Linked DNA regions of Mus musculus: regions 2, 3, 4, 5, 6 and 7 are each linked to region 1. Evidence: chromatin contacts called from public Hi-C, HiChIP or PLAC-seq and promoter capture Hi-C data. All regions are on one chromosome and are shown on one strand. The core of a region is the stretch at or near the end of the contact, and the rest is flanking DNA. Distances in the headings are between cores, read along the strand shown.

What was found. Promoter capture Hi-C pulls out the DNA fragments that hold promoters and counts their contacts. Hi-C and Micro-C count contacts between places; a contact is called where the count stands out from the background. HiChIP or PLAC-seq counts read pairs in DNA pulled down with a chosen protein or histone mark. Capture Hi-C pulls out chosen DNA fragments and counts their contacts.
Region 2: a Hi-C map of CD8 T cells shows a contact between it and region 1, with 2.7 times the contacts expected there. The contact joins the promoter of Zscan25 here to the promoter of Trrap in region 1. A contact is called at or near these places in 2 of 484 Hi-C or Micro-C datasets (both in CD8 T cells), 1 of 115 datasets of contacts at active chromatin or transcription factors (memory CD8 T cells) and 2 of 9 other capture datasets (adipose tissue and liver).
Region 3: an H3K4me3 HiChIP or PLAC-seq map of bone marrow-derived macrophages shows a contact between it and region 1, with 4 times the contacts expected there. The contact joins the enhancer-like site here to the promoter of Trrap in region 1. A contact is called at or near these places in 15 of 39 promoter capture datasets (the C10 cell line, the HPC-7 cell line, HPC-7-derived erythroid cells and 9 more), 3 of 484 Hi-C or Micro-C datasets (the G1E-ER4 cell line, the N1E-115 cell line and nephron progenitors), 17 of 115 datasets of contacts at active chromatin or transcription factors (the 230-238 cell line, bone marrow-derived macrophages, cardiomyocytes and 9 more) and 3 of 9 other capture datasets (adipose tissue, liver and macrophages).
Region 4: a FOXA1 HiChIP or PLAC-seq map of pancreatic cancer cells shows a contact between it and region 1. The contact joins the enhancer-like site here to the promoter of Trrap in region 1. A contact is called at or near these places in 10 of 39 promoter capture datasets (the 3T3-L1 cell line, 3T3-L1-derived adipocytes, the HPC-7 cell line and 7 more) and 12 of 115 datasets of contacts at active chromatin or transcription factors (bone marrow-derived macrophages, embryonic basal ganglia, embryonic forebrain and 6 more).
Region 5: a contact with region 1 is called in a promoter capture Hi-C map of liver. The contact joins the promoter of Zkscan5 here to the promoter of Trrap in region 1. A contact is called at or near these places in 7 of 39 promoter capture datasets (the C10 cell line, cranial neural crest, frontonasal cranial neural crest and 4 more), 1 of 484 Hi-C or Micro-C datasets (erythroblasts), 3 of 115 datasets of contacts at active chromatin or transcription factors (the SCID.adh cell line, bone marrow-derived macrophages and memory CD8 T cells) and 2 of 9 other capture datasets (adipose tissue and liver).
Region 6: a contact with region 1 is called in an H3K4me3 HiChIP or PLAC-seq map of stem cell-derived neural progenitor cells, with 25 read pairs. The contact joins the enhancer-like site here to the promoter of Trrap in region 1. A contact is called at or near these places in 5 of 39 promoter capture datasets (cranial neural crest, embryonic stem cells, liver and 2 more) and 12 of 115 datasets of contacts at active chromatin or transcription factors (embryonic basal ganglia, embryonic forebrain, embryonic limb bud and 5 more).
Region 7: a promoter capture Hi-C map of the HPC-7 cell line shows a contact between it and region 1. The contact joins the promoter of Arpc1b here to the promoter of Trrap in region 1. A contact is called at or near these places in 13 of 39 promoter capture datasets (the 3T3-L1 cell line, the C10 cell line, the HPC-7 cell line and 9 more), 6 of 484 Hi-C or Micro-C datasets (CD4 T cells, CD8 T cells, LSK cells and 3 more), 6 of 115 datasets of contacts at active chromatin or transcription factors (bone marrow-derived macrophages, effector CD8 T cells, embryonic stem cells and 3 more) and 3 of 9 other capture datasets (adipose tissue, liver and pancreatic islet).

The regions. Positions count from the first base shown.
Region 1 is chr5:144,767,129-144,771,089 of GRCm38.p6, reverse strand. Trrap (transformation/transcription domain-associated protein) reads right to left here and starts at 2,296. Exons shown (of 71, transcript NM_001081362.2): 1 at 2,243-2,296; 2 at 1.
Region 2 is chr5:145,278,733-145,282,693 of GRCm38.p6, reverse strand. Zscan25 (zinc finger and SCAN domain containing 25) reads right to left here and starts at 2,223. Exons shown (of 6, transcript NM_001081431.2): 1 at 2,067-2,223. Gm38740 (a long non-coding RNA gene) reads left to right here and starts at 1,645. Exons shown (of 2, transcript XR_868692.2): 1 at 1,645-2,305; 2 at 3,108-3,188.
Region 3 is chr5:144,281,816-144,285,776 of GRCm38.p6, reverse strand. It overlaps Baiap2l1 (BAI1-associated protein 2-like 1), which reads left to right. Exons shown (of 14, transcript NM_025833.3): 6 at 182-319; 7 at 1,181-1,333; 8 at 3,620-3,787. Among named protein-coding and RNA genes, the nearest start is that of Gm15708, 6.7 kb to the right of the region's middle. Within about 2 kb of position 2,001, at least 93 of the 459 cell types and tissues checked have an H3K27ac peak or open chromatin away from gene starts, as enhancers often do. A contact at or near this core is called in adipose tissue and bone marrow-derived macrophages, where this site is marked.
Region 4 is chr5:144,319,774-144,323,734 of GRCm38.p6, reverse strand. All of the region lies in intron 2 of Baiap2l1 (BAI1-associated protein 2-like 1), which reads left to right. Among named protein-coding and RNA genes, the nearest start is that of Dmrt1i, 36 kb to the left of the region's middle. Within about 2 kb of position 1,899, at least 66 of the 459 cell types and tissues checked have an H3K27ac peak or open chromatin away from gene starts, as enhancers often do. A contact at or near this core is called in embryonic stem cells, pancreatic cancer cells and trophoblast stem cells, where this site is marked.
Region 5 is chr5:145,202,682-145,206,642 of GRCm38.p6, reverse strand. Zkscan5 (zinc finger with KRAB and SCAN domains 5) reads right to left here and starts at 2,084. Exons shown (of 6, transcript NM_016683.2): 1 at 935-2,084. The coding sequence starts at 1,348. It also overlaps a transcript of Zkscan14 not described here.
Region 6 is chr5:144,410,079-144,414,039 of GRCm38.p6, reverse strand. No RefSeq gene overlaps it. Among named protein-coding and RNA genes, the nearest start is that of Gm33552, 15 kb to the left of the region's middle. Within about 2 kb of position 2,174, at least 16 of the 459 cell types and tissues checked have an H3K27ac peak or open chromatin away from gene starts, as enhancers often do. A contact at or near this core is called in neural stem cells and stem cell-derived neural progenitor cells, where this site is marked.
Region 7 is chr5:145,111,967-145,115,927 of GRCm38.p6, reverse strand. It overlaps Arpc1b (actin related protein 2/3 complex, subunit 1B), which reads right to left and starts at 1,672. Exons shown (of 10, transcript NM_023142.2): 1 at 1,587-1,672.

The DNA of each region.
Region 1 (3,961 bases), core at 1,047-3,546:
CCTGTGAAGAGAGACATCCCGTCAGCAGCTGGCAGGGACATGGGGAGCTTGTAACCTGTGAAATATTTTACCTCAGTACTTTCTAAAATTACATTCATATTTTCATTGTGTTTGGGGGGGGGGGGAGGTTCCTGTGCCTTAATAGATGTATTGAGGTCAGAGGAATCACACAGAGGTCCAGGGACTCGAACTCAGGTCATCAGGGCTGGTGATTGGAACCGAAACCTGCTGAGCTGTTCCACTGCCCAAGCTCTAAAGGATTTGCGGAAATCACTGTTTTCTGTGGGTTGTTTTTGTTGTGGACAGTGTGTCCAAATGCACTGTTTCAACATCATTCTCTTCAACATGGAAGCTTTTCTTTCCCGTTACATAGCCTTCTTTCAACAAACCAGGAGATCGCAAACGTTTTGTACAACGAGCTGTGCAGAATGGAGGGAGAGCTGGGGCTATAGCTCAGTGGAGAGAGGGTTTGCCTAGCATGTTTATGAAGCCTTGACCTTGATTCCCAGCCCTGCATAAAGCGGAGTAATCCCACAACCTCTCCAGCACGGGAGAAGTACAGATGGGGGCCTGGGACACATAAGACACTATCTCCAAAGTGTCATGGAGGAGGTGGGGGGAGCCACACAGGAAATGTTTGAATCTTTGTAGTTGTGCAATGTCTACCCAGTTCCCCAGCACTCAGGAAGGAGTCACTAACACATAAATGAATGACAACAGCGGTGTTCAAAAAACAAAAAAACAAAACAAAAAGGAGGGCTTAAGGACACCTTTTGCATAATCTGAATTCATCATGAAATACTACTCTTCTTCAATACTCCCCCCATCCCACCCCAACCAGTTTAAGAAAATATAAAACCAGCTAAGCATGGGGGCAAATGGTTTTAATCCCAGCACGCAGGGGACAAGAGGCCAGCCTGTTGTACATAGTGAATTTTAGGCTAGTCAGGGTTACCTGAGACCTTGGGAAAATATACACACTACATCATGGTAGAGCCTTGTCCTGGGTTTTATCCCCCAGTATTGTATAAATAATAAACTATTCTCCTAAGCATTACCTCAAAGACTGTGGATCTTATCTACAGTCGAGGCACAAAACACAAAGCATGCTTTTTATCATTACATTTTCTTAACTGGGGTGGAAGAAGGTGTGTGCCACACAGCACATGAGGAAGTCAGGGGACCACTTGTGGGACGTCTGTTCCTTCCATCCACCGTGTGGGTCTCAGGGATTGAACTCGGGTCATCGGGCTTGGCAGCAAGCAACCTTTACCCACTGAACCAACTCACCGGCCCCAAAGCATACTTTAAAAGCACCACAGTGACTTGGAAAACAGGAACGTTGACTCCTGGCTCATAAGGTAAAGCGCTTGGAGCCAAACCTGGAGACCTATCTTGATATGTGACCACAGGGTGGAGGGGGAGAACTGAGTCCCACAGGCTGACCTCTTAGCTCCACATGCATGCCGAACACACATACACAAACAAGCAAATGCTTAAAAAATAAAAAGCTGAGTGTGCCAGTGCACGCCTTTAACCCCAGGACTCTGTGGATCTCTGTGAGTTCTAGACCAGCCAGGCCTACATAATACCAGAGACCCTGTTCCTAGGGAGAGAAGAGAAAAGCTAAGGATACTATCAGCCTTGCTACCGTGACTTGGCAAACTCTTGCTTTTCCTATCAGAGTTCCTCCTTCAAACACTGGAGGTCCCTCATACTCACCGACTATTAACTAGACTCAGGGTCAAGGCATTCTTAAGAACAAAACAGAAGCCCTAATCCTGGCCAAACTTTTTATCTAGCTTTTCTGCTGTGGAGGCGGTGTTGTGTAGCTCGGGTAGGAGGAGCAGGCTGATGTAGATGTACGGTTGGCCTTGATTGTTGAGCTTCCAGCCCCGACCCCTGACAGGCCTGTGTACCATCACCCCAGGGCTAGGAGGTTCTGGGGAATCGAACCCAGGGTTTGGTGTGCTAGGGGGACACTCTACCCTCTGAGCTATAGCCCAATCATCTGCGCAAACTTTTGCGACACTTAATCTCCTTTTTATAAGCCACTCAGTAAAAGTGCCACTTCCGAGCTCCCACCCGATCCTCCCAGGGACCAGGCCTAGCTTCTCCCTGGGCCAAGAACCTGAAAGCAGGGGGCTACCCTATCCGCCTGTGGATTCTGGAAGGAGGTTCTGAGCTTTTCGAGAGGATATGGATTCAGGCCTGGATGCCCTCGAGCCCACGGAGTCCCCACCCAGGTAAGGAAAAGGCAAACGGCCCCACAGCCCGCCGTCCTCCATCGGGTCCGCCCCGCCCACGACGCCCGGCTGGCTGGACAACGCGCCTCCGGGCCGCCAGGGGGCGCCGTAGCCGCCGCTACCTTCACTCTCAGCGTCTGGCCCAGAGAGCCAGGAGCCTGCGTGGAGGCCCGCAGATGCCAGGATGGCTTTGGTGGGGTGCCGCAGCCCCCTCGACTCCTCACTCAATCCCTTCGCGTCGCAAACGGCCTTCGGGTTCCCTCCTTTTGTCGCCGATCCTTCCCGGGACTCTCAGCGACTGCCCCCCAGCAGGCCGCTGAGCTACGGCAAGCGCCGAGGGCCAACCTCCGCGGCCGCTAGCGCTGCGCGTCCCTCCATCCGCTCCAGCGCAGCCCGGCGCCGCGGAGGACTAAATGCTGCAGTGTGGCTGATCTAGTTTAGGAGGGCTCCTGGGGGGCCGGAAGGACCTCGGTCAAGCAGGGACAGCCTTCTCCACTTCTCCGTGGAGCCGTCGTGCTGCACCGACTCTCTCCCACGCCTGAGACACGCACGCGCGTGCATCTCCCGGGACCGTTCACCCGCCCTCCCTTGCGCTTACCGGGACCTGCCGACTAGCCCCCAGCATCCGGGCCCGAGTCCCCAAGAACTCTCGCCGCCGACGCCGCTGCTGCTCCTCGCTCAGTCCCGCCCCGGCTTAAAGCCGCGGCGTCCGCCCACCAGAACTAAGCTCGGGCGCACCGCCCCCAAGTGGGTGCGGCCTGGGCGGGCAGCGGGGCAGGGAGGGGCGGTCTGCCGCCTTGGGTGGGCGTGCTGTCCTTTTAAATCATCGCCTGGGTGACCTATCTGCTGAGCACCTAGGCCGGTGGGGCTCTGGGCTGCTGCAGCTTCAAGATTCGTCATCGCCTCCACACCCAACCCCGTGTCCCTTTTCCTCGCAGGAACCAGACTGAAGGGTGATTGACACCCGAAATACCTCTCCAGTTGGTTCACTGTGTGTGTGTGTGTGTGTGTGTGTGTGTGTGTGTGTGTGTGTGTGTGTGTGTATGTGTGGCCTTCAGGGCTGGACTTCCTTCCCTGAGATTTTATTTTTCCTCTTCCAGCAATGCTGGGTGTTGAACTTAGGGCTTCACATCCACTAGGCCAGCTGTGTGTGTGTGTGTGTGTGTGTGTGTGTGTGTGTGTATGTGTGGCCTTCAGGGCTGGACTTCCTTCCCTGAGATTTTATTTTTCCTCTTCCAGCAATGCTGGGTGTTGAACTTAGGGCTTCACATCCACTAGGCCAGCGCTCTATTGCTGATCAGCCGCCTGAGAGTGAAGTAGTTCCTGCAAGACTTTAATCACAGCACTGGGGGGGGGGGGGGGGGGGGGGGCCGGGGGGGGGGAGGCAGGCGGATTTCTGAGTTCGAGACCAGCCTGGGATAGGGGCAGATAGACTGACATCCAGTTGGCTTAAAGGCAAACTCGGGTGTTATGCTGCTAGGTCACCCTGAGACAACTACATTTGTCCCGCTTGTAGCTGATGCCCTCCCTTCAAGACAAAATTGGAAGGTGACAGACCTCAAGCCAAGCCAGAGCGGTGAAGAAACGTGGTGGGGAGTAGGGGTATCCTGTGATACCCAGATGAGGACGAAGGTCTTTCTTTGAAAGGGACAACTCAGCCGGGTGTGGTGGCTCACGCCTTTAATCCCAGCACTCGGGAGGCAGAGGCAGGCGGA
Region 2 (3,961 bases), core at 974-3,473, 510 kb before region 1:
GCCTTGGCCAGGGAAGCCTCTGTCTACTTGCAGCTAATGCAGAGACTCAAAACTGGTCAAAGTGCTGAGAATGAGTGATTGTTGAGAGCTCAGCCCTTAATGGGACATCTGTTATCAACACCCCACACAAAGCAAAGGCTCGGGAAACATAGTGCAAGGGGGGACAGAAAGAACCCAGGAGTCAGAAGATGGCAAAAAGAGTTCAGTGAGATGCTATCTTCTGGACACGGCACAGCCATGGCACTTGTGAACTGACTGCAGCCACGCCATTTACACAAGACCCACATAGGATCAACCAGTAAAATCAGCCCTCAGACCAAGAAAAAAGAGGTCGTGAAAATGGGAGGAGATGTTTGAGTGTCCCTTGGAGGGGTGTGAGAGGAGAGTTAGGGCATATATACTCAAGACATAGCATATGCATGTACAAAAATGTCAGACACTGGAAGCTGGAAGAACAGGAAAGGAAAAGAGGATGGAGGGAGGAGAAAGGGAAGAAGGAATGACAGAAAGGAAGCAAATATTACACCAGAAGAAAAAGAGGCGGCAATGCAAACCGTAAAATCAGTCTCGTTTACTTCCAGGGCAGGCAGGCTGTCAAAACAGGCCCCAAGCCCATAGGAAAAAAAAGAGACAGAAAGAATATGCAGGCAGCTATAGCTGACTCCCTCCCAAAACATTGGGGTCTAAAAAGAAAGGTGAGGCTGGAGAGACAGCTCAGCAATTAAAGAGCACTTGCTGTCCTTGCAGAGGACCCAGGTTCACTTCCCAGCACACACATGGTGCTTCACCATGTGTGTGCTTACAGACTGGAGTCTGTAACTCCAGTTCCAGAAAATCTATTGCATCTTCTGGACTCCAGGCATACAGTACACAGACATACATGCAGTAAGGAAAAAAAAAAAAAAAAAACTCATCACATAAAAATAAAAATATGGGCTGAAGAGATGGCTCAGCAGGTAAGAGCACTGACTGCTCTTCCAGAGGTCCTGAGTTCAAATCCCAGCAGCCACATGGTGGCTCACAACCATCTGTAATTAGATCTGATACCCTCTTCTGGCGTGTCTAAAGACAGCTACAGTGTACTTATATATAGTAAATAAACAAATTTAAAAAAAAAAGTTGTGGGCCACTATACTCAGCTATATACATATACGTACACATACACACACACACACACACACACATATATTATACACATGTACGTACACACACACACACATATACATATATCAAAAAAAAAAGGACGAAAGAAAAAGTTGAGTGTACTGGTGCACACCTTTAATTTCAACATTGGGAATAAGAGGCAGGCCGATCTCTATGGGTTTGAAGCCAACCTGCTCTACATTGTGAGTTCCAGGGCAGTCAGAGATACATAGTGAAAACCTGTCTAGAAAAAAAGAAAGATGTAACAGGCCTGTCGTTAGTGGCCTGAGAGGCCAAGGCAGGAGGATGGCGAGATCCAAGCCAACCTGGGTACGATGAAACTGGAAAAGAGGGAGAGCAGAAGAGGATGGAAGGAGGAAAGAGAAAGGGAGGAAAGAATGACAGGTGAGTAGCAAACATAACACCCTAGGAAAAAGAGGCTGCGATGCAGACCGTAAAAAAAAAAAAAAAAACCAGAATCAGTCTTGTTTACTTCCGGGGCAGGCGGGCTGACAAAACAGGCCCCAAGCCCAAAGCAGTAAGGCGCTGTGCTCATTAGCGCAACTAGGGTGCGGCAGGCCACGTCCTTATGTTACATATGGTATTTCTCTGTCCGCCTGTGAAACTGATTCCTCATCTTTCCACCTCTAACACTCATCGTTCTGCTTCATCCAGCTTTCTCGAACGTCCCTGCTACTGTCTAGCTCGGTCCGCCAGTGCCCTGGGGCAAGCGGCCCCCGTGGATCTTCCAGGCCTCTGGCAGACAGAAGGCGCCGCGTGGCTATTCTTCCCATCCCTGTCTTGCATCTGCGTCTAAAAACGCTTAGCGTCCCTTTTCGGAGTCCCAGGGTCAAGGTCTTCCTGCGGGTCCTGGACACCTTAGGCCCCCAGCCTGGCCCGACCGCGACCCGCATGGATCTTACCTGAGATCACCGCTGTGCGTGGAGCCTACGACCCCTGGCCCGCTGCTGCCCCGCCGAGCAGCAGCTTGCTCCGTCCAGCCCCGCCCCGACCCGGCCTGCCCGGGGCCTTGACTGCGCGCTTAGCACCTGCCCAGGCCTGCGCGGACCGGAAGTGGGTGGCGGATGCTGTCAAGCAGGTGCCCTATGGAAAGGGCTGACGTCCGGTTCCTCTCTAGGAAGCTCGGAGGTCCGAGAAGGAGGTATGTCTCTATGGTCGGTCATGGCCACTCCAGGTTCCCATCTCCTGGCTCTATTGCACTTCCATATATATATGGAATAAATAAATAAATATATATTTATTTATTTATTTATTCCATATATATATATTTTAATGAGTCTCTACAAAAAGTAGTTTTTCTGCCCTAGTCTGAGAGATGGATTAGTCTATGTGTAGAAACATAAATATTTTAACATTTGTCTAGGTTTATTTAGTGTGTGTCAGAGGACAACCTGTGGAGTGGGTTCTCTCCTTCCACCACATAGGTCCCAGGAATAGAACTCACACATCGGGCTTGGGGGCATGCACTTTGACCCAATGAGCCATCGCACTGTCCCCAAACATAAATATTTAGAAGGCAATTGGACAATATGTTCTTTTAAGAAAGGTAATAGTTTTAACTGTACCTTGACAATCTAGGATCATCTAGGAAGAGTCTTTTTTTTTTGGGGGGGGGGGGGTCGAGACATGGTTTCTCTGTGTAGCCCTGGCTGTCCTGGAACTCACTCTGTAGACCAGGCTGGCCTCGAACTCAGAAATGCGCCTGCCTCTGCCTCCCGAGTGCTGGAATTAAAGGTGTGTGCCACCACGCCCGACTGGAAGAGTCTTAATAAAGTGTTAGACAATCCCTCCGGGACAGGGTGGCCTGTGGGCATGATGCAGGAAGAGCCAGTCTACTATGGGTGGGTTTGGGTCTTGGACTGTATAAGAAGGGAGATAAACAGTAAGCATACAGATACTAATTCATTTCTCCCTGCTTTTGACTGTGGATACGATGTGACCAGCTTCTTCAAGTTTCTGCTGCCTTGACACCCCTACAATGAGGACTGTAATCTGGAATTGTGAGCCAAAATAAACGGTCTCCCCAAAGCTGTTTCTGCTTGTTTCTTGGTATGTTTGCTTGCTTGCTTGCTTGCTTGCTTGTTTTGTTTGAGACAAGGTCTCTCTATGTAGTTCTGGCTGTTCAGAAACTTGCTGTATAGGTCAGGTTGGCCTTGAACTCAGAGAGATCTGCCTCTGCTTCCCAAATGCTGGGATTAAAATACTGTCAGTACCATGCCTGCCTAATGACTGTATGCTTTTAACTTTCTCATTTTAGTGTACTAACTATTGCAGAATTCCTACAAAACACATGTATACTGGCTTCTCTGGGAAAACAAAGAAACATCTTGTGATAGGAGGGTTGTTTTAGAGCAGCTGACATTTTAGTTAGGCTTAGACATGATTTCCTCTTTCAGGGAAAGACAGGAAACGGTGTTGGAACTAGAGACTGGTGCTCAGGCCAAATATGGTAGTGCATATCATTACTATTAGCACCAAGGAGGCAGAGGCAGGCAGATCCCTATGAGTTCCAGGCCAGCCTGCTCTACAGAGTTCTGGAACAGCCAAAGCTACATAGTAAGACCCAAAATGAAGTAAATTTTTCATTTTGCTTTGGTTTGGGTTTTTGCTCTGCATTTGTTTGTTTGTTTGTTTGTTTGTTTGTTTGTTTTGAAACAAGATTTCTCTGTGTAGCCCTGGATGTTCTGGTTCACTCTGTAGACCAGGCTGGCCTCGAACTCAGAGACCTGCCTGCCTCTGCCTCCTGAGTTAGCCCTGAGGGGTTAAAGGGATGTACCACCATGCCCATTTTAGCGCA
Region 3 (3,961 bases), core at 752-3,251, 490 kb after region 1:
GAAACAAGGAAATTCAAAAGAAATGACATTGTTCTAAGAATTCAAGTTGAATGGTGAGGGTCCTCTGGGGCGTAGATATGGAAACAGATGGCCATCACTCTCAAGTCCCAGGTGGGGCTGAATGTGAGGCATTGAGGTCAGTCAGCCACATGCACTCAGTGCGACATTGTTTAACTTACAGGCTACTCTTAAAAGATATCAAGCAGAGCACAGGAATAAATTAGATTCTTTGGAGAAATCTCAGGCGGAGCTGAAGAAGATCAGAAGAAAAAGTCAAGGTGGACGAAACGCACTCAAATACGAGCACAAAGAAATTGAGGTGAGCGTTTCAGCAATGTCCTCCTCCGTCAGTCATGAATGTACAGCTTAAGGGGAGGCTCACCGCGGCCAGCTGTACCTGCGGCCTGTCCTCTGCTACTGCCGAATGAAACAAAGCATCCCAGGCCGTGTGTGGCAGCACATGCCAGGAACCCCAGCTCTCTCAAGGCTGAGTTGAAAGGGTCTTAAGTTCTAGGCTAGCCTGTGCTACATAGTGAGCCCCTGTCTCAAAGAAAAGAAAAACAACGTGCTGGAAATCTTAGTGATGCAGCATTTCTCAGAGTTAAGGTAATGGCACAAGGTACTTCCTGGCATCTCCCCTTAACTCGGGGAAAAGAACCTCAGCGACCTTTGTGATCAGCATGACTGTCCCTCCTTTTTATTTTCTTGCTTGCTTGGCTTGTTTGTTTGAGACAGGATCTCTGTGTAAACCAGATTAGTCCAGGACTGGCAGAGACCTGTCTGCTTCTGCCCCTCAAGTGCTGTTGTTGAAGGTGTGCCTCACCACACGAGGCCTCACTGTCCGCACTTTACCATGGGAAAATGAGGCTCAGGCTAAGTCCTATGATTGGCACCTGGAACTGTGATCAAGCTTGGAACTTTCTAAGATGACCCTAGTCATCCCTAGAGTACAGAGTTGTATTAGGACAGCTGCTCTGTGGTGACGTTCCCTGCATGAGTCAGTGACTTAATGATGGCGGTATTCTCTCAGGCCAGCTTACACGTATTCTGTGCAGTGTTTATCTGCATTTAGTGTTCACTCCATAATAAACTAAACAGGTATAAAGGTGGCAGTTGAGAAGTGTCATGCCATGCAGCAATCAGGTGCCTCCTGTCATCTTTCTATTGTTTATTTCCATAGTATGTGGAGACGGTGACGTCTCGCCAGAGTGAGATCCAGAAGTTCATTGCCGATGGCTGCAAAGAAGCCCTGCTTGAGGAAAAAAGGCGCTTCTGCTTTCTGGTGGACAAGCACTGCAGCTTTGCCAGTCACATACACTACTATCACATGCAGGTGAGTGTGCGACACATTGCACTAAGTGTGCCGGTGGCTTTATCTTGTACGGAAGGTCCTTAAACACCTTTCCTTACAGAGTAGCACAGGTGAGCAGTGGGCCCTTGCCGCAGTACAGGTGGAACGGATGACCAAATAGCCACTTTAAAATCCTTTTTAAAAAACGACACCTTTGAGGCTGCAGTTGTAACTCAGCTTGCCCGGCATGCACTGGGTCTGATCTCTAGCACACCTCATAAATTAGGGCTAGTGGTGCACACCAGTGAGCCCCAGGAAGTGAGGCCACGAAGGTCAGAAGTTCAAAGCCATCCTAAGCTATATAGTGAGTTTGAGGCCAGCCTGAACTATGTCTCAAAAACAAAGACACAATCTAAAAAAATCAACTTTTGTAGACGCCTGTGTATCCTGGGTGTCACTGCCTTGACTAGCCCCAGTCTCTGGGTGGTTCTAGATGAACATGGATCTATATATAGCCACCTCTACCCGAGGCCACAGATACCCCTCTCCATTCACACCCATCATGACGTTGGGTTTTGTTATTTTTCACTCTTGTTTACAGTGCTCACTCATGATCACCTTAACAACGGCTGGCTTGGTTCCCGCCTTCTTACAGACGCAGCTGTTAGAGTAGAGCCCAGCGACACTTACACAGCATGATCAATTTCCCTTCCTCTTTTTTTTTCCTTTTAATTCTCTTGAGACTTTGTAAGCATCCCAAGCCAGCATGATTGAGGTCAAACATTCACTGTTGTTCATAAGCATGTGATTTAAGACAGTGTTCCAGAATAGAAGTTCTGCAAGAGCTAGACCATAAGCCAACTCTTCCTCGGGGAGAGAACCCCGCCCTTTTCTGTGCATGTGTCACACATTCTGTAAGTTTTGTAACTTGAATATGCAGCTTCCTGAATCAGATACGTAAAGGTCTAAACGGTTATAAAGAAAAAGAACTGCTGTCTTCGGTGCTGGCTTTTGTGTCTGCCCTGGTGTAGATGCATCCGTAGATGACCACAGTGAATTTACCAGGTCAGCACTGCTGAGTATCTGCATGTGTGCTTCCATGCTGAGGGCCTCCTGCTGCGGCAGAATGGCAGGATCACAGCTGCAGAGGATGCAAGCAACCTTATTTTCTTCCTATGGCAATGCCCCACTATATCAGGAGCTAACCTGGGCTATCTTCAGGAAGCTCTAGTTACCGACAGTGTCTTTCTTAGATTTACTTGGGTCCCAGTAGTACGCTGTGGAGCAGCACAGACCAATCCTGCTTCTTTTTGTACCAGAAGCATCTTCAGCTCTTTGAAAGCTGCTGCGGGCGGGATTTCCCTTGTTGCCGTTAGGGATGTATGCTAGTCCTTCCTCTAGCCAGTGCTAGCAGGTGGTCCTTAGTCCCCCATTCCCCAGTGTGTCAGGGTCAGAAGTGTGTGTGCTTGCAAAAGAGTAACTAGAGCTGTTACCATGCAAAGCAGCTTCAGAGAGGGAGCCCTGCTTCCTTGTCAGACCAGAGCACTGCCCTGCACAGACGGTTCACTGAGAGGCTCACTACAGGAGCAGAGCCAGGCTATGGGGGCAGGAATGGCCCCTCAGCTTCAACCTCCAGAATGTGCAGTGTCTCAGCTCTGCCCATCTGTCTCTTTGTGCTGCCAGCCGTCAACTGTGCGAGCCTGTTAGACGATGACAGGAGCCCTCCTAGCACAGATTCCTACCTGCTCGCCCACCCACCTCTCCACCTGCAGGCTCTTCCCACAGATGGACTTCCTGGAACAAAGTCTGATTCATTTGCCTAACACTTTCACTCTTGGGCCTCTTACCACAGTACACGTGTTGATTTTAGAAGGACTAGTAGGAAGATGGGGATTGTCATTTCCAGGGACATCTAGAAAATGAGAGACTCATATTGGTTGCTTGCCTCTTCCCTTTTGGCTTTTGAATGGCTTTTTGTTTTGTTTTGGTTTTGGTTTTGAGATGTACATGAGTGCACACATACATACATACACACACACACACACACACACACACACTAACCATGCACTCATTTATGGTCCTGTGTTACCTGGAAGTTCTGTCTTCATGCTGAGGAAGCAGGTAAGTTACTTTAGGTCCTGAGTCTGCCTCTTCAGCAACTGAGACACAGGAGATATTCATAGTTGCTTAAACTGCTGAGTTAGACTGTGAGCCCCACACCTGTGGCAAATCAGTAAGATGTCTGTAGAGATGCTATTTGAAGTAGTCTTTATCAGCTCTTATAACGCTGAGCCTTTGCCTTTAATTTTGTTTCTTCTGTATTTATAGTCTGCAGAGTTACTTAATTCCAAGCTGCCCCGGTGGCAGGAAACCTGTTGTGATGCCACAAAAGTCCCAGAGAAAATCATGAACATGATAGAAGAGATAAAGACGCCCATCTCCACCCCCGTGTCCGGGACGCCGCAGCCATCGCCCATGATCGAGAGAAGCAAGATGGTAGGATCAGTTTCCTTTCTACATGCTTACTAGTATGCATTAGTTCAAACTGACCCAAAGGACCAGGACTGACTTCAATAGACACACCATGAGCCCTCCTTTCCTATTCCCAGACCCCCATTCCTAACCTTTCCCATCTTCTGTCTTCCTTTTGAACTAGAATTGACAGTGCAG
Region 4 (3,961 bases), core at 650-3,149, 450 kb after region 1:
GCCTGGTGGCATAAATCTATAATCCCAGCAGTTTGGGAGTCACAAGTTCTGTGCTAGCTTGTGTAACTTAGCAAGAACTTGTCTCGGGGACAGTGAAAGCAAGAGTGGAAAGGTGGTAAGAAATGGAGATGGGAAAAAGGGGGTGGGGGGTGAGACTTCAGGCAAGCAATCAGCTAGCTGGGGTGTGCCTGCAGGATCGTACAGGCTGCACAAGTACTAGTCTAGTGTTAATGAGGCCCTAATTTTAATCCCCAACAAAAGTAAATAAACTCAGGACCCAGGTTGCTAGGTGTCTTGAAAAGGTTTCCACTGAGAAGACTGATAAGCAGCTACTCCTGCACTCCCATTAGAACTGAGTGCTGCCGGGCAGTGGTGGTGTACACCTTTAATCCCAGCACTCTAGAGGCAGAGGCAGGCAGATTTCTGAGTTCAAGGCCAGCCTGGTCTACAGAGTGAGTTCCAGGACAGCCAGGGCTACACAGAGAAACCCTGTCTCAAAAACAAAAACAAAAACCAAAAAAACCCTGAATGCTATTAGAATACATTGATAACCACCCAGAAACAGGGCCTAGGCAAGACCGTGCACTGTTTGAATGACTAACAAAGAAATATAGATCATTCTCACAGGGATCTGGGCAATAGTGATTGGTGTGGACTGGAGCAGTAAGAGACCTTGCAAGAGCTCAAGCTAACAGATAAGGACAGACACTGCTTCGAGCAGAAAAGATGAGCCCTGGGCACACCACACTAACATAGGGAGAAGCTTTGACCGTGGGACTGGAGAATGCCAGCTTAGCTAGGTGTTGCACTGTGGCAACAGGCACCTACCATTGCACAAAATACTGCAGCGTCCCACAGATTTGATGGCTTAAGACACCACCTTCAATTTCCCCTGTAAGACAAGGTAGCTCTCTGCAGACTCAGGGCTCACTCTGCTTGACACACTCTGTCCTCAGGTGACCTTTCTCCATCAAGGTCCTTACTATAGCAGCATTTAATGGCCTAGCATTTACTAGGTTCCAATGCAAGTCATGCTGGCTGGTACTGCACTGACCAAAGCAGGAACCACACAGACTTGAAATCTGAAGGGGTGCAGTTCATTAAAACAATTATAATATGGAATATGGACTTGTGGGAGACCCATGCAGGCTTTGGCAGAGTAGGAATCCACTGAAAGTGTTTCAATAAAAAATGTTATCAGTAGGGCATAATACATGCCTTTATTCCAACCACATGAGTGCCCGAGGCAGGTGGATCTATGTGAGTTCCAAGCCAGCCTGGTCTACATAGTGTGTTCCAGGACAGCCGGACTACATATGAGACACTGTCTCAGAAACAAGCAAAAAATTATCCAGTAGAGCTATATATGTAGAGGACTCTAGATTGAGGAGGTGATTAAACAATCACTAAATAGAATTCATAAGTTTCCTTAAACAGTAAGGAGCAGAAACTCTCACAAAGCAGGGCAAAGTTATCAAAATACTATTTCATATTTTATTAGTTCTGGATAACTTACATAGTTTTAAAGTTAATTAAGCTTGATTATAAAAGCAAAGCTATTTTGGGAGACTGAGGTTACATGGTTTTAAATATAAGTCAACAGTCACTTTTCAAAAGTCTCAATTTACCTTAGGTGTAAACCAGAAATGTTAACTGTTGCGTGATCCTGAAGGCAACTCCCCCACCAGTGTGCGCTTCAGTTTATCTTACTTTACAGCTTAAACCTTTCATTGCAACACCATCTACTGAGTCGACATTTTGCTGGCAGCACACTTGTTTTTAGGTGGAGTTGCTTTTCCTTCAGTTCCAGCTACAGCTCCATGATTTAGAGCGGAGGAAGTGAAGTACCTCAGCAGGAGATGTGTACACTGTGTCTGACTCATGCTGACCTTGGGGACAGCCTGAAATGTCTCCGCTCCACTCCCTTTAGCAACCGGAGCTGATAACCTTCCCTTCCCTTGTCCTAACAATGCTGGGTAGATTAGCTAAGTACTGACCTGAAAAGCCTATATAAATGCAGTCTGCCGTCCTGTAAATTCTCCAGTCTTATAAAACACCAGGATAGCAGAATATTGCATGGCTTCAGTTTACATGCCGATACAGTAAAAGCCTTAATTTATATTTTTTAAAACTCTATAGTAAATGCTGAAATCAGTAAAATTACAGGAACAGGAATTTGGCCTATAATAATTTGGCTACACCTATACATGATAAATCCTCTGATCTTTTTCTCTACTTCCCCTTAAAGGTCCACCTATGAGGTATGGGGATGTAGCTCAGTGGTAGGGTGCTTCCTAAGCATGTGAAAAAAATGCAAATAGGGTCTGGAGACCTGGCTCCGCAGTTAGGAGCACTTGCTGGTTGTGCAGGGGACCAACCTGGGCTTCATTCCCAGCACCATCAGACAACTGCATATAGCTCCAGCTCCAGGGGATCTAATGTCCTCTTCTGGCCTCTCAGGGCACCTGCATGTACTGGTCATGTTCATGCACAGACATACGCAGACATGTAATTTTTTATCTTAATTAAGAAAAACAGGGCCTGGGAAGATGGCTTAGTGAGAAAAGTGGCTATCTCAAGTGTGAGGACCTGAGTCTGCTCTCCAGTTCCCATACACAGATGTCAGACGTGGTGGCACAAGCTGAGGAGCCAGAGACAGGCAGGTCACTGGGACTCATGGCTCAGCCAGTCTAACCTCGTCATCGAGCTCCAGGCCAATGGGAGGCCCGGTCTCAAAGGAGGTGGAGGTGGACGGTGCTACTGAGGATGGCACCCAAGGTTGTCTTCTCTCTGACACATGCATTCATGAGCATATGGAGACACATACACGCACTAAATAAATAACCTACTTCTCAGCTTGGCCTGGTGGCATAGGTTTGTAATTCCAGCTACTTGGGAGGCTAAAAGCAGAATTACAAAATCAAGGCTAGCCTAGAAGAACTTAGTTAGACTCTGCCTCAAAATGAAAAATAAAATAAAAAGCCTAAGGGAGTGATTCATTGGTAAAGCACTTACCTAGCCGTGGGTTCCATGTCCCGTACAGGGAGACACTTAAAAACAAACTGGGACAAAACGGCCCGGGCAGCTTCTGACTGCTCTGTGGGCAAGGAGAAGGGACCAGAAGCCATTTTAATCCAAGCTCCTGTACTCTCCGGGGCTCCAGGAAGACTGGTTTCTGCGTCTGAGTTTAGGGAAGGGTGGAGATCTTTTCCTCCAAATTCACAGTGGCTTCGGCTGGGTCTTGTTGAAATGCTGCTTCAGGGCTGGTTTGAAGGAGAAACGGTTTTTAGTTTTCAATTTAGTTATTTTACATTGTGTATGTGTGTGCGCGCGCGTGTGGGTAAGGGAGCTCACTGAAGCTAGAGACATTGGCTGCCCTGGAGCTTAAGTTACAGAGGCTGTGAGCCTCTCAGCATGGGTGCTGGGAACCAAACTCAGGTCCTCTGCAAGAACAAGATGCACTCTTACTGCTGAGCCATCTCACCATTAAAAAATAGTCTTTTTGATTACAGAAATATATTTTTTAGGATGATGAGAACCTAGCATCTGTTGCAGTAAAACCATTGTTTCTGTGGGTAGGAAAAAGAAGGAGAAAATTTGGGTTTTTGGTTTTTTTTGGGTTTTTTTTTTGGTTTTTTTTTTTTTTTTTTTGGTTTTTCGAGACAGGGTTTCTCTGTGTAGCCCTGGCTGTCCTGGAACTCACTCTGTAGACCAGGCTGGCCTCGAACTCAGAAATCCGCCTGCCTCTGCCTCCCGAGTGCTTGGATCAAAGGCGTGCGCCACCACGCCCGGCTTTGGGTTTTTTTTTTTTTTAAGTAAGTTTGTAATTTTCAGAATGCTAACATATTTCAGATGCCGTGTGTGTGTGTGTGTGTGTGTGTGTGTGTGTGTGTGTGTGTGTGTATGTATATGTGTGTGTGTGTATATATATATACCTCAGTAAAAAAATCTGTTGGTTGAT
Region 5 (3,961 bases), core at 835-3,334, 440 kb before region 1:
TACACAATAAATAATTCTTTTTTGGGGGGGGGGTCGAGACAGGGTTTCTCTGTATAGCCCTGGCTGTCCTAGAACTCACTTTGTAGACCAAGCTGGCCTCGAACTCAGAAATCCACCTGCCTCTGTCTCCCGAGTGCTGGGATTAAAGGCATGCGCCACCATGCCCAGCTACAATAAATAATTCTAAAAATCTAAAATCTTTTTTTTTAAGTTGCTGAAGTAGTGGTATAGCTATGTGTGAGAAAATAGCTGAAGCCATATTAAAGGCAGTACATCAGAACACATTCTAAATGAAGCAGTCTGTCAAAAAGCGAGTTTAAAACAGACTGAGGAAAGGTTTTCAAAAACTGCAGTGAAGAAAGGATTCTAAAAGCATGAAACCCAGAAACCAGGAAATAAAGAGTTAACCTGGGGGCTGGAGAGATGGCTCAGCAGTTAAGAGCACTGACTGCTCTTCCAGAGGTCCTGAATTCAATTCCCACCAACCACATGGTGGCTCACAACCATCTGTAATGGGATCTGATGCCCTCCTCTGGTGTGTCTGGAGACAGCTATGATGTACTCACATAAATGGAATAAAAGGGTAAAAAGAAAAGAAACACAAGTAGGGAACGTGAGCTTAATTTTCAAAGAAGAAGGGCAGGAGTAGGAAGAAACACATTATTCTTTAAAACTCATTACATGTTGGGTACAGTGGCACACGCCTTTCATCCTAGCATTTGGAGGGGCGGGGCAGACACAGGTGGATCTCTGTGAGTTCGAGTCTACATAGAGATCTCTGGTCTACATAGTGAAATCCAGAACACCCAAGGATACATAGTGGGGCTGTCTCAAAAACAACAGCAAAGCCAGAATATGAACGACTGAAGCACCACAGGGCTAAGACTGCATGGCAGCTCCTTCCTCACTGTCCCCGTTTCCTCTTGCAACGCACCTGTTGTCTGCGCTCCTCCAGCTCTCTCTGGATACTCTCTATCACAGCCACGGCTTCTTCCCCACTCTCGGGGTGATGCTCTCTCACCCAGGCCTGAAACTCTTCAGGCAGGATGGTGAGGAACTGCTCCAGCACCAGCAGCTCCAGGATCTGCTCTTTGGTGTGCAGCTCCGGCCTCAGCCACTCACAACAGAGAACCCGGAGCTGGCTGAGAGCATCGCGGGGTCCTGCTGCCTCATGGTACTGGAAGTGCTTGAAGCGCTGGTAAAAAGTCTCAAGCACTGGCCGGTTGTATCCCTGCATCCAGGAGCAGTCCTCTTCTTCTACTTTCACTATGAGAAGGTCTGCTTGCTCTTGCGAAGTCTCAGCGGGAGGCTCTAAGTGTATAACTGCCCTGGATTCTGTCATTATCATTCCAACTGAAGAGTCTCTAGACTCTAGCCCGTTACACTAACCCGATTTGTTCTCTGCTCTTCTAAAGGGCACTTTTTGTAGTGAACAACCTTACTGGAATGTCTGGAATTATTATTAGCTAAGAGAGGTGGCAACGACGTCATCTAGACTAAAGAAAAACCACTCAACAAAGTCATTCACTTTAAGATATAGAGAAGTTAGTCATCACTTCTCCCATAAAACAGCTAATAGCGACTACGTCCAGATTTTAATAACGTAAAAAAAAAAAAGGCCATTAAAAAGTGACATCAGGCCCAACTTAAAACAGTTTTAAAAATGAGAAAGTCCATATCTCATATAAATAACGGGACAAAATTATTCCAGACGGAGTCGTTTCTTCTCTCGATCATAAGCCAAACTGAAGTCAGTATAGGAATGAAACCCATTAAAATGGTCATATCTCATTCTGGCTTTCAAGCCATAAGAGCTTGATAGATAAACGAAAGACTTCATTAGTTCTATGAGAAGTACGGTTATACTAAAAAATTTGGACCTGGATTCTTTGTAATAGCTCCTGACCTGGAGACAGAGACCAGCCGGGTCAAGGTTAGGGACAGGACTCCAGTGTGGACACAATGTCCTACCAGCTCCTCTCCAGTCTTTAAGTCCCGGGGACCCAAAGATCAAACTCCCCGCAGCCCAGGCTTGGAAGATGGAGTTCTCACAAGCCAAGAGAGAGGCAAGTCCGACACTTTCCAACAGTTCATCGCCGGAAGTAACCAAGTACGAGCTTCAGCCATAAATCCCACCCCCAAGAGCGCTTCCGCAGCCTCTCTAGGAATCCCGGAGGTCCTAGCAGCACAGCGGGAAGGAGGAGCTACTCCTGAGCCCGCCCCCTTGTGGAGCTGACCAATCAGTCACCCTCAAGCAAGAGGCTACAAGAGCCTGGGGAAAATAGAGCTAATCTATTTCCCACCCCCAAAACCAGAGCATGGGCTTAGCTCAAGGGTAGGAATCTAGGGGGCCGGTCGGGGAAAACAAACAAACAAAATAGGTCCACCCTCTCTCTCCTCTGATTGGTCGAGCACAGCCTCACCCACCCACCCACCGCAGCACTCTGGAATTGAAGTAGGTCTGCACCATCCTGGCCACTTTTCTAAACACGCAAAGATTCTTTATTGCCCTAGAGTGGCTGAGGCTCTCGGGACTACATCTCCCAAGGAGCTGCGCGCGAAGTCTAGCCAATATGGCTGTGGCTCTCTGTCTCCAGGGCTTATTAATATGCTGCCGGGGAGGCAGACCTGACTGGCTCCGTGATAGAGGCTCTTACTGCCAAGCCTGATGACATGAGCTGATCCCTGGACTTGAGACATCCAAAAATTGTCCTTTGACTTCCACAGCTCTCCATGTAAGCCCCTTCCCCGCAGGCATTAGGTAATTTTTTAATGTTAAAGGGCATCAGGGTGTCTAGTCCGAAAGTTATATCAATTAATTGTTCGTATTTTTTTTCTATTGCTTCTGCACTTGACTAGCTTTTGAAAAACAAAACAAGCCGCGCGGTGGTGGCGCACGCCTTTAATCCCAGCACTTGGGAGGCAGAGGCAGGTGGATTTCTGAGTTCAAGGCCAGCCTGGTCTACAAAGTGAGTTCCAGGACAGGCAGGGCTACACAGAGAAACCCTGTCAAGAAAGGAAGGAAGGAAGGAAGGAAGGAAGGAAGGAAGGGAGGAAGGAAGGAAGGAAGGAAGGAAGGAAGGAAGGAAGGAAGGGAAAGAAAGAGACAAAACGAATGCAGCAGAGGGAAGAAAGAGAGAGAAAAAGGAAGAAAAAAAGAGAAAAACAAAACAAACAAAACGAATGCAGCAGAGGGAAAAAAGCGCCTGTTGCTGTATCGGCTGAAAAGCTGAAAGATGCGCCCAGAGCATGGCAGCCAGGCGGCTGGGGAGAAACAATAGTTTGAAGACAGAAGTTTTGCTTAAAGCCTGTTACCCTAAATTGTAAATCCCATTTTAAATTATCTACCCCTCTCTTGAGGCGTTTTCATCATTTTCCAAGTCCTTCGAATACTGGTAGTATCAGAGAACCTGTTGTCACACTTCAGGGGCCCACCAAAACAGACTACCGTGGAATTGCAACCCCTGCCATCAGTGGAAGACCTAGTTACAGAACTAAGGTCACAACACTGGGGGCGGAGGGAAGGGCATCTCTCAAATCCACGACTGAAGCAAACTGTATTTTGAGGTGTACCCGGGACTGTCTAGCGGGCCATCTCACTCTAAATCACTCCTGTGGTTCACAACCTTCAGTAATTCTAGTTCTAGGGTATCCGATGCCCTCTTTCTGGCCTCTGGCTGGCCCGGAACTCTCGTAGGCCAGGCTTCCCTAGAACTCACAGAGACCCGCCTGCCTCTACCTTCTGAGTTCTGAAATTAAAGGTGTGTGCCACTAATGCACTTCAAATTATTTGTTTGTTTTTTCAGGCAGGGTTTCTCTATGTAACCCTGGCTACCCTAGAATTTCTCTCTAGACCAGGCTGGCCTCAAACTGAGAGATTTTCCTGCCTCTGCCTCCTGAGTGATGGAGTTTTTTGTTTTTTAACGTGTACAGTGTCTTGCCTGAATTATATCTATGCATC
Region 6 (3,961 bases), core at 925-3,424, 360 kb after region 1:
TCCATGCTGTGGACCAAGTATTCAAATATATGAGTTTTTTTTTTAATTATTTATTTTACATATATGAATACACTGTCTCTGTCTTCAGACACACCAGAAGAGGGCATCCAATCTCATTACAGATGTTTGTGAGCCACCATGTGGATGCTGGGAATTGAACTCAGGACCTCTGAAGAGAAGTCAGTGCTCTTAACCACTGAGCCACTCTCAATTCATACCACAAACACAATGGGTAAGGGTTCTTGTGACCACCTGAGTTCAATTCCTGGGACTCATGTGATGGGGGAAGGGAACTGACTCCCACAAGTTGTCCTCTGATTTGCACATTCTGTAGCCTATGAATTCATGGGCATGAGCCCCCCCCTCTCACACACATACATACATACATACATACATACATACATACATACATACATAAGTGTGCAATTTTTAAGAAGAGAGAAAGAAGATACTGGAAATGTAGCTCAGTTATTAGAACGTTCACCTAACATGCATGAGGCCCCGGGTTCAATCCCCAACCCCCCATAAAGCCAGGTGTGGAGATGCACACCCTTAATCCTCAGCTTGAGGACTGAGTTTGAAGCCAGAGTCTGGTGTCAGGGGGGGGGGGGGGGTGACATGTATCTGTGGGACCTGAGGACCCTTCATGTCACCAGGCTCTTCCCAAACAGACCACTGCTACTGAGGATGCCTGCTTCATTGATATTGTCATGTCTTCCCGTCCTTTCACTAAAGAAAGACACTTTCATCTTTTAATAACTCATGTCTTCCCAGGGACATTTTTAACTTGAAAAAGAAAAAAAAGAGAGAGAACCCTCAAAACTTTGAAAATCACATTAAAAGTTGAATCCTGAATATCTGTACCTCCCCCTCAAGATCAAAATACTGTATTTTTGCAAATGACAGAAATATCAAATGTCTTTCCTCAGTCATCTGTCGGTCTGGCTGACACATCTCAGAGACAGACGGCCACACTGCTGGATTTTCGCCTTTATATGTATTTTAATGGGCCGTGTGCAATGATGCTGATGTGATAAGAAAGCTTCCATATGGCCACACTGACACCCTTTTTAATTTGGCTGAGTGTGATTGCCCTCTCTTGGAGTGTTTCTCTTTCATCTTGTTGTATATTTTGTGTCCATTGCTTCCCTTCCTGGCTCTCTCCTGTGTAAATCAGGCTCAGTATGGGACCACCCTCTTTTCCATTTAGTATAAAACCTGGTGTATCTGTGGACATGTACAGGAAGGCCAGGGCCCTGTTGCCATGGGAACTGGTGCTACTTCTCTGGATGCTGTAAACTTCACCTCTGTGTGTGTGTGTGTGTGTGTGTGTGTGTGTGTGTGTGTGTGTGAGAGAGAGAGAGAGAGAGAGAGAGAGAGAGAGAGAGAGAGAGAGAGAGAGGAAGTCGTCGCACATATGAAAGTCAGGGGATGACTTTTCCTTATTCTCAGGGATTTATGTTTAATATGCAATTGTGTGTAGTTGTGCAGGTCCGTGGATAGGCGTGCAGGTACCTTGGAAGACCATAAGAGGATATCAGGCTCCCTAGACCTGGAGTTTCAGATGGTTGTGAGCCACCTGAAGTGGATGCTGGGAACCCAACCTGTGTCCTGTGAAGACAGTATGTGCTCTTACCTACTGAGGCATCTCTCCAGCCCCAGACTTCCAGAAGTTGGTTTTTTTTCTCCTTCAACCTGGTTAAGGCGGGGTCCCTTTTTGTTGTTCCTGCCATGCAGGCTGATTCCCTGCCTCAACATCCCCTCATGGGATTATATATGCACACCAGGGCATCCATTTCTGGAGACCGAACTCAGGCTGTCAAGTTTACACCTTAATCCCCTGAGCCATCCTGCCCACCTAAGCTCCTGTCTCCTGACCTCTGACACTTCTCACTTAACAAGATCCAGACCTTTCAACTCCCGGTACTATACAATTCCTCTCCCTCCCTTTGCAAATGCCACCAACCATCTCTATGAGCAGCAATCACGGGAACTAATGCATGATTCATAGGCTGCTCCTGGCCTGGGAGTGGGTGCCAGGGGAGAGGATCAGGAGGCCCAGAGAAGCACTTTGGTTCAGGGAACATTCGTTCATTGATGCACATCTGTGCTGCCTGGAAGTGCATTAAAGAGAATGAAATGCGCTGCTACTTTTAAAAACAGCTTTTGAATGTGCAAAGTGCCCAGGGAGGGTGGGGCCGGAGGGAGTCTGACGAGGCCCTGGGCTGTGCCAGGGCTTCATTCCAGCTTTGTCCTTGAAGCAAAGCATAAAGTGCAGTGTGCACCAGGGTGACTTCCTGGGCACTTTGGGGAGGAGATAAGCCCATCTCAGTAATAGTAGGAACATTAAGAATGCAGAACTCCAGGGCTCCGTTCTGTCACCAAGCAAGCTGAAGATCCTTTGAGAAACAAGAATGGCTTCCTCACCCTGGCTTGGCAGGGAGATCCCTGCAGCCTTCATCCCAGAGTAGCCAAGTAACTTCTCATCCTGTCTCGGCCTCAGCTCTACCAGAAACCATCCAAAGCATTTAGGGAAAGTCACAAATCCTGGTGACCTAGTTAGCTTTCACTGTCAACCTGACACAACCTAAAGTCTGACAGAAAAACCTCAATGGAGAAATTGCCTAGGTCAAATTGGCCTGTGGCTTGTCTTTAGGGGACTGTCTTAAGTCTTAGTTGTTGTAGGAGGGCCCACTGCGTGTGACATCATTCCCTAGGGCACACTGTGGGTGGCATCATTCCCTAGGGCACACAGTGGGTGACATCATTTCCTAGGGCACACAGTGGGTGGCATCATTCCCTAGGGCACACAGTGGGTGGCATCATTCCCTAGGGCACACAGTGGGTGGCATCATTCCCTTGGGCACACAGTGGGTGGCATCATTCCCTAGGCAGGTGGTCCTGACTATATAAGATACCTAGCTAACCAGCAAGCAGCATCCTTCCATGGTTTCTCCCTCAAGTTTCTGCCAGACTTCCCTGACTATACTTCTATACCTAGAAGTATAAACCAAATAAACTCTTCCCTCCTCAAGTTGATTTTGGTCCATTTTATGACAGCAACAGAAAAGGAACTAAAGCAACCTGGTGTTAGCGGAAGTGTGTGCTGTTGATTCCAGAACCGCCAGATGGTTCCCCACCCATTGTGACGGGCTGGTCTCACGGCACATTCGGTACTGTGGAGTTTTCAGAGGATCACTTCTCAGAGAGAGCAGACCTACAACAAGAAAATCCAATGACTCAAGAGGGCCAAGATGAGAATTGAGTCCAAGATACACGTGTCCGTTGTCGCGCCCAGGAGCGTGTGGTAGAAATTCCAGCATAATTCCTTATAAGGAGAGGAAAAGTCAGGGCTTGGCATGTAGCTGAGCTGGAAGAATGTTTTTCATCACACATAAAGCCCTGGATTCTATCTCCAGCAATGCATAAAACCAAGTGTGGTGGCTGGTGCACACCTGTAATCCCAGCATTCAGAAGAACCAGGCGCACAAGGCCACCATTGAACACATGAGTTCAAAGCCAGCATGAAATACATAAAATCCCATCCTCCTCGAGACATAAAAATCGGGATATGGCGGGCTAGCTTGCCACAGCGCATAAGAAGCACACGTAGCTTTTACATAAGTTATGTAATGGAGGCTGAGCCCTTGATCAAATTGGCTAGCCGGCCCAACCAAATGGGTTGTCACCATGAATGATAGCTGTCTTCTCTCTGAAACTGTGAGCCTAACACAAACCTCCCCGCTCAGGTGGCTCCATTTGATACTTCGTCACAGTGACCAAAAAAGGAACCGATACATAGACCTTGCTAAACAGCACTCCTGTGGGAGTCTACATTATTCCTTGGCTTATGAGTGATGCCTGGTCATCTCTGCCCAGTGGGAGGACCCAGGGATCAAGCAGAAGCCTGGAGAACTGGCTACCTCTGAGACCCAAGCTGCTGCCTTCTGCCACACCCTAA
Region 7 (3,961 bases), core at 423-2,922, 350 kb before region 1:
CACATACCACTGAGGAGGCTGGATCACTGGTAGAGCACTTGCCTAGTAAGTTCCAAGGCCCTGGGACCAAGACAGAACAAAATACTTTAATTCTAGTTGGGGTTATTTGTTATTTGAAAGATCCCGAAGTGTGCTCACCTTTAATCTCAGCACTGAGGAGACAGAGCTCTATGAGTTCAAGGCTAGCCTGGGGGGAGGGAAGGAGGAGGGAGGGAGGGGGAAAGAGAGAGAGAGAGAGAGAGAGAGAGAGAGAGAGAGAGAACCCGAGTCCAGGGGAAAGGAGGAGACCCTGCCTAAAAGAACAAAACAACCCAGAGTGAAAAAGAATCACCAGCGTACACCTTTAATCCCAGCACTCGGGAGGCAGAGGCAGGAGGATTTCTGAGTTCGAGGCCAGCCTGGTCTACAGAGTGAGTTCCAGGACAGCCAGAGCTATACAGAGAAACCCTGTCTCGAAAAACCAAAATAAATAAATAAATTTTCATTCACACAGACCTTTGCCTTGCACGCTTCATTGTGTGTCTTTGAGTGCCCATGGGTGTCGGGGTATTCGAACTCAGACCCTCAGGATTCCCCCTCCCCAACTCCACCCCTGTCAGTGCTTTTATTCAATGCTCCATCTCCCAGCCCCGCACATTCTCTTACAGTAGAAGCCCACGTGGTAAATCTATTCCTTTTTTATTGTCCACGTGAAGAAGTTGTTCCCTCCAAGTCGCCCCGCAGGGCTGCAGCTTCGGACCCCACCCCACCCTCCCACCTCATAAGGCCAGGTTCAAAGGAGTGCAGAAATAAGGTCTGCAGCAGCAGACAAGCAGGCACTCTGCCAAGTGTACTAGCCACATTTGGCAGCTAAGCCTCCAAATCTGGAAGGTCCCCATTTTCCAGGCAAGGCAAGTTGAGCTCTAGAGAGGCGAGGTGGCTCGACTGCGTCAGCAGCCACACCGCCCCAGGCTGGAGCTGCCTCGCGGGAACAAGCTTCATGGCCAGCACCTGGGCTGGCTCCCAGTTCAGGATTCCAGCCTATTTGCGGGCCCCACCGGGACCTGCCCTGTCCGGGGTGGCCTGGCTGGGTGCCCCTCGAGCCGCCAGGGTCCGCTCGCCCAAGCTGGGTGGAACCAGGAACCTGGACCCCTGCCGGGTATGGTCACTGGGGGATGAGGCGGGGCAGGGGTGCTAGCTCATTTCCCGGTCGCAACAACCCGGAAGGCTGCGGACCGAGGGGGAAGTGACTGAGCGTGGGGCCCTGCGCCCAAAGTAACGGGGCGACACGGGTCTCGGGGATCGAAAGCGGGGCCAGGAAAGCGGAGAGGGGGCGCGAGGCTGGGGCTGTGCCGTCTCGATGGCGTCGAGTGCGCGGGGAATCTCTGCGATTCTTCCCACCGCGCCCCGCATCCCCAGAACGCCGCCCCCCACTAGCTCCTTGCCAGCCCCACCCTCGCCGGGAGCCCCACCAGGCCCCCATGCACACGGCTCTCCACTCCTCTCTCATCCCCATCCCCCTCACCGTCGAACATCGCCTCGAGTCCCCTGACTTCTAGGTGGCCTCAGACACCACACACACCTCGCGACCACCCCGCGCCCCTCACCTCGGGTCTCCTCGGCCGCGGACTCTGGACAGTCGACGCGCCGAACCGGCTCTGAGACCCGCGCAGCGCCGCAGCCACTTCCTCGTGGGCGGGGGGCGGGGCCTTCGGGCACAGCCCCGCAGGGACCGGGGGCGGGACCCGGGCGGCTGTGGCCAGATCTCAGGGCCCGCCCACCCCTCGGGGTACTAAGCCGCCCGGACCTCAGTTAAGTCCAGCTCAGCCCAGAATTCGTTCGGAGATCGCACGCTGTTGCCCCTAACTACTTTCTGAATGGGGAAACTGAGGCTGGAAGAAGGGGGGGGGCGCTTAGAGGGCGGAAGCCCGAGATCGGGCAACCAAGAATTCAAAGGTTTTGAGGCCACACGCAGGCACCCCGCAACTTAATGACTCCTGCCCCGCCCCTCGCACTCTAGGTGCACCCCAGCCGTGGTTCCCCAGACTCTGTGTCCCAAAGATGGCAGAGTCGCTGGCGTCCAGGAAGAAGAGCACTGCCACTCCAGGTGACTTCTCGCTTCGGAAGTCCACACACTTCCCTCCAAGTTGCTGAGTAGCTTTGCAGTCAGGTGATGATGCTCCAGGGTCAAGGGTCTTCCAGGTTAGGTGCGTCTCAAGTTCCTTTTGCTGTGCCTCCCACCTTCTGAGAGCTCCTCTCTAGACTCCCAGCAATCTCCTGTATCACTAATTCTGGCTTAGAGGTGCCTGTGATAACCCACACCTGTCATCCCAGCACTGGGGAGATGGAGGAAGAGAGATGAGATTCGAGTTCACCCTTGGCTGTAGAGCTGGATGAAGGCCAGCCTGGGTTACATGAAACCCTGCCTCAAAAAAACCAAAGAAATGGGCCAGTAAGATGGCTCAGATGGCAAAGGTGCTTGCTGCCCAGCCTAAGGACCTGAATTGAACTCCCAGCACTGACTTCCACACACATGCCAGCCATAGTGAACTAGAGTGTGTAAACATACACACACACACACACACACACACACACACACACGCAGGGTAAGTAAATAAATTAATACTTTTTTTTTTTTTTTGAGCCAGGGTTTCTCTGTGTAGCCCTGATTGCCCTGGAATTAGCTCTGTAGGCCAGACTGCCCTTGAACTCAGAGATCCGCCTCTGTCTGTGTCTCCAAGTTCTGAGTTCTGGTATTAAAGCAGTGCATCATCATGCCTGGTGTAATAAAATACTCTAAGTTTGGAGCAGTTGCTGCAGTGAACACCCTGCCCATGTTCAGTGATTATGTATATGTGTGTGTGTGTATACACACACACACACACACATATACATATATAATGGTGTTGGGATTCAAACTCAGGGCCCTGCACACACAGCAGACGCTCAGTCACGGAGCTACATCCCCAGCCTTCACTTAAGTCTCCTTAAGTTTCTGGGGCTGGACTTGAAGTTACGTAGGCCTTGAGCTTGTGATTCTCCTGCCTCAGTTCCCCGTGCCACCAGACCCACCCAGCTCAGTAAGATTTAGCTCAGGTTTCCACGAGTCATCCTCCTGCCACAGACACAGAGGAGCCATGATCCTGCGCCCCCTGCTTTGCTGTTCCTGTAGGTTTGTATCTGTAGCCCTGTGGGTCAAGGGCATCCCTGGCTGGCAATCTGTCCGTGCTCGCTCAGCTCCATAAAAGCCCAGCAATGGCCCCAGGAGGCCTTGAGTGATCTGACTCCATACGCCTGTGGTGTCCTACAGTTCTCTGTCCCGGGGTAGTAACCTAAAGTGACCCAGTGTCTTCAGAGGATGGACAAAGCAAAACCAAGCCCAGGACTCTAGGAAGTGGCCCACTACAGAGAAGCCCCTCTGGGTGAGCTGTATGCCTGGAGGGCAGTAACCCTCAAGCGGAGGGGAGTCCTCAGAGCAGAGCATAGGACAAGACAATCCTGCAGAGAAAACCAGAGCACTCACTGGTCAGCTCTGGTCAGCTTAAGCTCAAGCGTCTTTCAAGAGGGTTAAGATTCATGGACCAGGTGTTTTGTTTTGTTTTGCTTTATGATGGTGGGTATAACCCAAGACCTTACACATGCACTGAGCCACACAGACCCTAGCCCCTCACAGAGGGTGAGTCTATTCAGTTCTTCTCTGAATGCGATGGTAGGAGCTTGCACCTCTTGAGAAGAAAGTCACTGTAGGTAGTGTTGACTTGCTCACTCTGTCTGGTGTGAGGTGCTGCTCTGAGGTGAGTAGCTGGCCTCCACCTCACCCTTCTGTGCTGCCACAAGCTGTGGAGCCAAGTGACTATAGACTGAAAACTTTGAAGCCATGAGGAAACACAGATCATGCAAGTGTGCTTCTATGCGTGTGTGTGTGTGTGTGTGTGTTTGCCAAAGGTCAGTCTTCCTCAGGCAGCTTGTGTTTTGAGTTTTT